2 separate regions of the Mus musculus genome follow, and region 1 is linked to region 2. The links are chromatin contacts, called in public Hi-C maps. All regions are on one chromosome and are shown on one strand. The core of a region is the stretch at or near the end of the contact, and the rest is flanking DNA. Distances in the headings are between cores, read along the strand shown. Region 1 overlaps Syne1 (spectrin repeat containing, nuclear envelope 1). Region 2 overlaps Syne1 (spectrin repeat containing, nuclear envelope 1).

What was found. Hi-C and Micro-C count contacts between places; a contact is called where the count stands out from the background.
Region 1: a contact with region 2 is called in a Hi-C map of uterus, with 2.1 times the contacts expected there. The contact joins two enhancer-like sites. A contact is called at or near these places in 4 of 39 promoter capture datasets (hematopoietic stem and progenitor cells, liver and stem cell-derived epiblast-like cells), 6 of 484 Hi-C or Micro-C datasets (rod photoreceptor and uterus), 1 of 115 datasets of contacts at active chromatin or transcription factors (memory CD8 T cells) and 3 of 9 other capture datasets (adipose tissue, liver and pancreatic islet).

The regions. Positions count from the first base shown.
Region 1 is chr10:5,150,976-5,155,355 of GRCm38.p6, reverse strand. Syne1 (spectrin repeat containing, nuclear envelope 1) reads left to right here. Exons shown (of 146, transcript NM_001347711.1): 101 at 761-892; 102 at 1,338-1,493; 103 at 2,048-2,257. Among named protein-coding and RNA genes, the nearest start is that of Gm51757, 170 kb to the left of the region's middle. Within about 2 kb of position 2,750, at least 1 of the 459 cell types and tissues checked has an H3K27ac peak or open chromatin away from gene starts, as enhancers often do. A contact at or near this core is called in uterus, where this site is marked.
Region 2 is chr10:5,077,124-5,081,690 of GRCm38.p6, reverse strand. All of the region lies in intron 127 of Syne1 (spectrin repeat containing, nuclear envelope 1), which reads left to right. Among named protein-coding and RNA genes, the nearest start is that of Gm51757, 250 kb to the left of the region's middle. Within about 2 kb of position 1,595, at least 70 of the 459 cell types and tissues checked have an H3K27ac peak or open chromatin away from gene starts, as enhancers often do. A contact at or near this core is called in uterus, where this site is marked.

The sequences.
Region 1 (4,380 bases), core at 1,501-4,000, 73 kb before region 2:
TACTGTTCTACCTTCTGCAAATCTGTAACCCAACCCAGAAACTATTTCACACTTTCTTGAGGAAATAAGTAGCTATGGGAGGTCCCACTCCACAAACAGGAATCCAAAAGGGAGCAAGTTAAAATAATGGTGAAAACCCACTATAACAGATAAATCATTTAAGACTGCAGCAATGAAGAGACAAAGATATGCCGAGTAAGAGATGTTCAAACTGCAGGATGGAGTGGCCTGAAATTCTCACGAGATGATGGATAGTCAGACTCAGTCAATCAGTCAATCAGTCAATCAATCAATCAATCAAACGATCAAATGAGAGTGAAGTATTTTTGAAAAGCCATAGAACTTTCATTGGGGGACATCTCCAACGTATTTGAATGCTGGTACTGCAGATGGTCCTTGTGGGGGAGGATTCTAAAAGAAGTTAGAAGAGAAGAGGTGAATACTAAAAGAAAGGAGACTGGTGTCCGGCAGAGAGTTAGGAGGACTTATTTCTCTAAAGACAGAGATACAGCAAGGAAGAAATTTTCAGGGTAGCTGAGACAAAAGTTCAGATATTTCTACCATTATTTTTTTCCCTACTCCATCATTAAAAATCATGGTTGTTACTAGATCTGGCCACTGTACACAGTGATGTACTGTATGGTAGAATTCCCATTTCTCTGGACAAGGCTTCCAATAACCTACTTTGTGTGTACCTCCAACTTGGAAAACTATGCATGGCTCACCTACTCTTAAGTAAGCCACCCCTGTTTGCCCACAGCTTTACAGTAGTCCGAACAGACTCCTGTCAGGAGTACTTCCATTCAGAGGGGAAGCACAGACTCAGGATAAGACTTCAGTGACGTCCTTGCTGGATGGGCTGAGCCAGGCCTTCGGGGAGGCGTCATCACAGGTATGCCTGGGCCATCATTGTACTTGTCTTGGTCTTGTCTTTCTGGGACTTGTTCATCTGAACTTTGCAAAGTTGTTTCATCTTTGCCCATGACTGTTGAGGCCTAGCACTAGTGATGAGTCCTGGAGCTTACAGGTGCTAATTCCTGAATATCCGTTTGCTCCATTATTTCTCTATAGTTCTTCAAAATACTGAAATGTATTAATATTATTATTATTATGATGATGATGATGACGACTAAAAGATGAGTTGGGAGTGGAGAGGTGGAGGCAGGGTCTCTTGTAGCCAAAGCTGCCCTCAGATTCACTTCTCAGCTGTGGATGAGCTTAACTGCCTCATCTTCCTGTCTTCAGTTCCCGAGAGCTGGGGTTCCAGGTCTGTGGCATTACACCTGGATGGAGACTGATTGTCTTCTGCGTGTTGCGTGTCTCTCTGTGTTCCCCAGAGTGGAGGGACAGACAGACAGAGCATTCACTTGGAGCAGAAGCTATATGACGGAGTCTCAGCCACTTCCACCTGGTTGAATGACGTCGAGGAGCGCTTATTTGTAGCCACGGCACCTTTGCCAGAAGAAACAGAAGCTTGTCTCTTCAACCAGGAGGTAAGGTTGGCAATTTCTGTCCATGCATGAAATCTCAAAGCAATTACAATTAGTAACGAGTAATTATATTTACAAATATGGAATACCAAGAACAAGACAGCTCTAATAAAATGCTATGGTGTGTTTCCAAGAAAAATAGTGTGGGACAGACTTTTTTAAACATAAAAGCTCTCAAAGACATGTATGATATGCATTTTTATAACTTTTTAATGTGAGTTCAAGAGGAGGAGAAATGGAGAACTCTGGGTTATTGTACATTTCAAATCCTCCCTGTATGAAACACAAACTATAAGAACTGAATTCCTAACCAGCATTTATTTTTTTTAATTTAATTTTTAGCAATGCATATTTTTATTATATAATGATATAAAGTCTCTGAGAAAAATCTCTGCTAGAACAACTTACCTGTGACCTATAGAAGTTCTCGAAGGAGACTCGGCTTGTCTAAGTGTAGTTGTTAGTAAGTGAAAGGTTTCCTGGATTTCCCAGGGGATGATAACTTGATTTACAGAAGTCCAAACAATGAGGTGAAGCTTGGCTTTCATCAACCCTAGGCTCTTGCCAAGGACATTAAGGAAATGTCTGAAGAAATGGATAAGAACAAGAACTTGTTTTCCCAAGCATTCCCAGAGGACAGTGACAACCGGGATGTCATTGAAGATACTCTGGGTTGTCTTTTGGGCAGATTGTCCCTGCTGGATTCAGTAGTGGATCAGCGGTGTCATCAGATGAAGGAAAGACTCCAGCAAATCCTCCGTTTCCAGGTAATTGGAAGGTCACAAAGGGTTTGGGCCATTTTCAAGGAACAGCGATAATGATCAGCCATGAGTATCTTACAAGCATTCATTATGTGCTGCATATTTGCAGCGAGGTATCTGAGGGCATGTGTGAGTGCACGTGCATGTGTGGGTGATATGAAGTATGCGCATGAGTGTGGGGGTCATTCCTCAGGAATCACCTACCCTGTGTTCATTTTAACTTTTATTTCATTTCTTTATCTAATATGTGTATATGGAGATGGGAAGCATGAATGTTGAGGTCAGAGGAGACTCATCTGAGTCCTTTGTCTCCTTCTACAATGGGAGTCCTGGGGAAGATGCTCATTACACTTGGGTAGAAAGTGTCTCTCCCCACTGAGCCATTGTTCTGGCCCATCCATATTGTTTTGAAGCATAAAGGACCTCACTGTTCTTAAGGTAGGCTGGCAGCCTAGTGAGCCCCAGTGTTCTAAGCTCTTCCTCTCCAGGGCTGGAGATTACAAGGGTGTGTTACTGTAACTAGCTCTTTACATGGGTGCTGAGGGTCAAATTCATGAAGCATGTTAGTGTCTGAGCTATCTCTCAGATCTTATAAACACATTAGTTGGGTTTTTTTGTTGTTTTGTTTTGTTTTGTTTTGTTTTGTTTTAATGGATAACAAAGAGCTAGAACATTGCAGAACACCAGCTGGCTTGAACTAAAGATTTAGAAAGCCAAGTTTCATGCTTTTAGAATTTGGAAGGATGAGAAAACCACTTAGTCAAACCAAGAGTTGAATAAAAGTTTAAATTCAACCAATAAAAGCTAAATTATCATTTATTGTAATTTCCAATTGGTAATAATAGAGTTTATTTCTTGTTACCAAAGAGCATGCAGGAGATACTGTAATATCAAAAACACCCCAAAACTCACTACTGAAAAGCTTTTGAAATGGCGATGGTCTAATTTCTTCTCGCTCTCTCAGGCTTACACTGGAAGCCGTTACACTGCTTTCCAATCCGAACTCTTCAGATTTATTACTTTTTGCTGCCACATTAGAATCCCAGGGCCAGATATGTAATTCTATGCTTAGGGAACCTTTTCTGTCTTGAATCACTGGAAAAAACGGAAAAGTCACTGCTAAACCTTTAGTATTGATGGTTTTCATGCTCAATCAAAAGGGCCCTTTTCAGAATACTTACGACAATGGAAGCTATTTTTCAGCAAACCTGGAAGAATTTGATGTAATTTTTGATTTGTAAAAAGTTACTATAAACTTCAAATGTTACATTCACCAAGAAACATGAAAATTTCTAGAAAGTCATATAAAGGGACAGATCATTACCGCTTTCAAATAATCTATAGTCTTAAAAATATAAATGAAGGATGGAAAGATGGTTCAGTGGTTAAATGTGCTTGCTGCTAAGCCTGAAGACCTGAATTTAATCCCCTGATCCTATTTGCTGGAAGGACAGAACTGACTCCCACATGTTATCCTCTTACCTGACACATGTGCAGTGGCACACATACATGAAATAAATAACATTGTATATGTATATAGACATATGAACATATTTCCTATGAATCATTTTTAAATCTCTATAATATCCCTACTGGTATATGTTGTTCAGACAGAGCAAAGATTAAGACTAAGGTCCCTGAAGCCAACAAGTTTACTTTGTTGGCTTTATTGGCTGCCCTCGGTTTTAAAACCAATCCTGCGGACTGGGCTTTGACTCACTAAGTATCCCAGGTTCTCTGCCTCAACAGCCATGTATTGCAAATTCCAGCTTTGTTGATTGCTGCTGTATAATCTTAGTAGCCTTATGACCTTGAGCCTCTGTGTCCTCAACTACCTGTCCACAGCCACTGCCTCACAATACTGTAAGGCTTCAATAAGTTGAACTCTTTGAGATACTCTCAGTAGATCCTAATACATAACAAGTACTCAACAAATTTTGTAATCATCATATTTTGCTATTGAGTAGTCTTAAGAAAGACAGCGGATCTAAAAATCAGTGGAAAGTTTACATCGCTTCTCCAGGTTTATGCAGCACTCAAGAGGAGGGGGGGATTTAAGAGAGCACTTGTGCATTGCATGGTATGGAAGCATGAGCAGGAGACCTTAGACTAGCAGACTCACTCAAGAT
Region 2 (4,567 bases), core at 346-2,845:
TTCCCATTTCCTCCTGGTTATGTGCCAGCATGGATCATAGTCCGGCGCATTCCCATTTCCTCCTGGTTATCTGCCAGCATGGGTCATAGTCCGGCGCATTCCCATTTCCTCCTGGTTATGTGCCAGCATGGATCATAGTGCGCATTCCCATTTCCTCCTGGTTATGTGCCAGCATGGGTCATAGTCCGGCGCATTCCCATTTCCTCCTGGTTATGTGCCAGCATGGATCATAGTCCGGCGCATTCCCATTTCCTCCTGGTTATGTGCCAGCATGGATCATAGTCCGGCGCATTCCCATTTCCTCCTGGTTATGTGCCAGCATGGATCATAGTCCGGCGCATTCCCATTTCCTCCTGGTTATGTGCCAGCATGGATCATAGTCCGGCGCATTCCCATTTCCTCCTGGTTATGTGCCAGCATGGATCATAGTCCGGCGCATTCCCATTTCCTCCTGGTTATCTGCCAGCATGGATCATAGTCCAGTGCATTCCCATTTCCTCCTGGTTATGTGCCAGCATGGATCATAGTCCGGCGCATTCCCATTTCCTCCTGGTTATGTGCCAGCATGGGTCATAGTCCGGCGCATTCCCATTTCCTCCTGGTTATGTGCCAGCATGGATCATAGTCCGGCGCATTCCCATTTCCTCCTGGTTATGTGCCAGCATGGATCATAGTCCGGCGCATTCCCATTTCCTCCTGGTTATGTGCCAGCATGGATCATAGTCCGGCGCATTCCCATTTCCTCCTGGTTATGTGCCAGCATGGATCATAGTCCGGCGCATTCCCATTTCCTCCTGGTTATGTGCCAGCATGGGTCATAGTCCGGCGCATTCCCATTTCCTCCTGGTTATGTGCCAGCATGGATCATAGTCCGGCGCATTCCCATTTCCTCCTGGTTATCTGCCAGCATGGATCATAGTCTTCTTTCCCGACTGATTGTCGTCTGATCCCAAGACTTTGATGCTCTTAGATGCAGAGGCCATTTCTTTGGACAAGCCAGTGCCTATAGCAGCTAAGTGTTGTTTGCCTATGGGGAATAATGAAGGCAATGTCCTCCGTATATGTCCTAATACTTAGGTACCTCTGAGGATAAAAATAATGCCAGAATTATCATATTTTGGAGATGAAGAAATTGATAGTCATATGATGATTTCTCATTCAGGCAAATCGTGTAATCATTCCATGAAAGTATTATTATTACTAACTAAGTCAGACATTCATATTTTCTAAAATTGTCGATAGAGTACATATATCTACTTGAAAATACAGCTTGAAAGTGGTGTTTGGCCACATGATATGCTCTGAGGAGATTTATACACTGTGCCTGTGAGCAGGCCAAAACCTGAAAAAAAAAAAAAAAAAAGGAAGTAGATAGAGTATGCTTCTAGGATCTTCCTCTGCCAGACTCCTGAGGTATGAAACTAACACATAATTATTCTGTCCCAGTCCAATCTACACTCGAGTGTTTAAACCAGTGAGATAGTAGTTTTGGGTCTGGCCAGGTGCCAGGATGTAATACTTCTGGAGGAGAGGGACCCAGAGGTTTTAGTGGCTCCTGGGTTTGTCATTTCCGGTGAACTACTGTCAAATATGAATCCAAAACAGGAAACAAGCCAGTGCTCTACTCCTTGTAAAAGTCGCCAAACTCTGCTGAACACAGATGGCGTTACGCCAGCTCAGGAGGAGCCAGCCGGCTCTGCTCCCTTCGAAGCGGCTGATGTGCAGGAGTAACTGGGAGGGTCCACAGATGAGGATGAGGAAGCCAGCTTCAAGCAGATGCTTGGGAGCATCAGAAGAAAAGCAAAAGGGAATTGGCTTTTCAGCTGCCCAAGGGATCTGTTGTAGCTAGCTCCCTTGAGGATTATATTGCTTTTCTTCCTCTGTTGCTTGTATAGAACTATGTGTGATTCTAGCTGTAATGTAAATATATAACACTGCACCACTAGAATTGCTCATGTATATGCATTTGTATGTGTGCATTTGTGTGTGAGTGTGTGTGTCTGTTTACACCCACCCACAATGTCTTGATAAAAACACTTACTGTTAGAAAAAAAATGTACTACCTATTCAGCTGTCTCACTCTGGAGGCAATATACCATGGCGGCAGTACCCTTAAGACAATATATGTGCTGAGCTGGTAAATTTCAGGGTTTCAACTGAATCCAAAGAAAGAAATGGTTCATTTATATATAGCTTGGATATTTAGTTTATAAACAACATCAAATGCCACCCTTCTTAGGGATTTACATCTTTGCAAAAAAGGTTTTGGCCCTGGCTTGCACCCAATGCTTGCAGCCCACATATTTAGTTTTTGGTTTTTTTTTTTCAGTCATAGCTCCACAGTAAACAAATGAAAGCAGTGTCATCATGTTGTGAGACAAACAGGAAGGATGCATATTCAAACTGCTCCCTGGAGACATTGAGCACATGAATGCTAAGAAGGAAAAACTATCAAACTAACACAACATTGTCAAACCTGTGGTGTTTGACAGTGCTTTTTAAATTGTCACTTGCCTGTGTCTTCCTGTCAACACACCACATCCTGGGATAGATATAGTACAGCACTTGACATATGAAAGGTGATCGATCATTTGTTACAAACACTAAATACTAGTGTTTGGAGAAAATGCAGTGTCAAATGAGAAAAGACAGGCTCGTAGAAGATGAGAAACTTGCTCTATTTTTGATGGCAGAGTAGTGGAGACTAGCCTTGAGTCTTAGCTGCGTCTGGACATGTGATTGATCCTTCTATAAATTACAGCCTAGAGCAAAGACTCCAGCTTTACTGAGCCTACCTTTGACTAACCAAAAGCCAATCACTTAAACTGCCTAATTCACTCTGGGCACATCAACTTCTCAAAGAAATAGGTGATTTCCTTTTATCGTGTGACCACCCTCTCTGTGGATGTTGGTGAAGGGGGAGCCCTAGCATATGTTTTCTGCATCATGGCCAACAAGCAGAGGAAGCTACTCAGAGGGAGACAAACCCATCTCAACTCTTAAGGAGGGAGCTTCTTTTCTTTAGAGGGGAGTCACCAATCCTGAGAATTTCTGCTTGTATCAGTTGAACCTAAGCTGTAGCTGCAGCCACCCCCTCCTGTCTGATACTGTAGGATGACGGATGAATCCCGAGTCTTGGTGTTCCAGAAGAGCAGATCTCTCTGTGCTTACTGGTTGTGCTGTATAACACAGTCTGGGTAGATCTCGAAGTGGGTGGGATTTCTCTCTAGAACCTTTGAACTGCTGCTCACTGTTAATCCCCCCCGGAAATGAGCTCGCCACCATTCGTCTCCCCTGTATTATTCTGCCTCAAGGGAAACTAAGTGGTAAACTAAGTTATATTAGTGAGACAATGCTGGTAAACTCAGGAGTTATTGCCAACCCAGAGGAATATTTTATTTAACTAGACATGCTTAACTCAAAGGCAGGAAATCCTAATGGACATTTCTCAAAAGCTGTGGTAGTCAAGTATCTCATTTCCCTGAGGTTGGCCTTGTGCAAGGTGTTAACCTGATCTCAGAAAAGAACATGGACAAATGGGGTTCTATGAGGACTTAAGTCTTATCTACTTACCACTGATGGAGCCGATAACTAAGACACATAAGGCATCTTTGAAATGTTTTCATTCCCATATTAAAAAAATAATTTAAAATACATTTTAAAGCAGGTTGCTATGTATAGTGGTCCAAGCCTATAATCTCGAAACTCAGACAGAAGGATCACCACCAGTGATTGTATTTTTAGGAAAATACCTAAAGAAATGAGTACCTATACCTGTGCAGACACTTACGCATGACCATATGTGGCAGCATTGCTCATAGGAAATCAGGATTAAAATCAACAGAAATGTCCACAATTAGATGAATAGACATGTAAAACAGACATGTGTGCAGTGGACGGTTCTCAGCAGTCAGAACGGATTGTGGGTTTATCATTTAACATGGCTTAACATGTGATGCATGCTAACTGAAAGAAGCATGTCACAAAAGAACACAAACTGTGATTCCAACCTACATGGAACGTTGGGAACAGGGAGATACATAGAGATAATAGCTTAGAGCTGCGGGAAGTGTGGAGAGAACAGAGAATGACTTCTTATACCCAGCAAGGTTCTCTACTGGGACAAAGCCGTGAGAGAGAGAGAGAGAGAGAGAGAGAGAGAGAGAGAGAGAGAGAGAGAGAGAGCATGTGTGTGTGTATTATAAAAGCTGATTTAGTAGATTGCTCATCCCAGAGGGCTTGGGTGGTATGACACTTCCACCTGCATGCTTCATAGACTCAGAAAACAAACAAAACGATAAAATGGCCAAAGCTACTTAGTTACATGAAGCTGCATGCCTGGGTGGTCCCAGTTCGGGCTGAAGGAGTTCTCTGGAGAGACACTGGCTTTCAGTCTATCCTGGAGATCTGAAGGATCTAGAGTAAGACATTAGTGGATAGTACAGACACAGGGATAGCCACACTCACTCAGGAAACAGAATCAAAGACATACCTGCCGATGCTGCTCCATTCTTCTGAGACCTCTCTATATCTGGGCTGATGAGTGGAAAGTACCATCTGCTTCAAG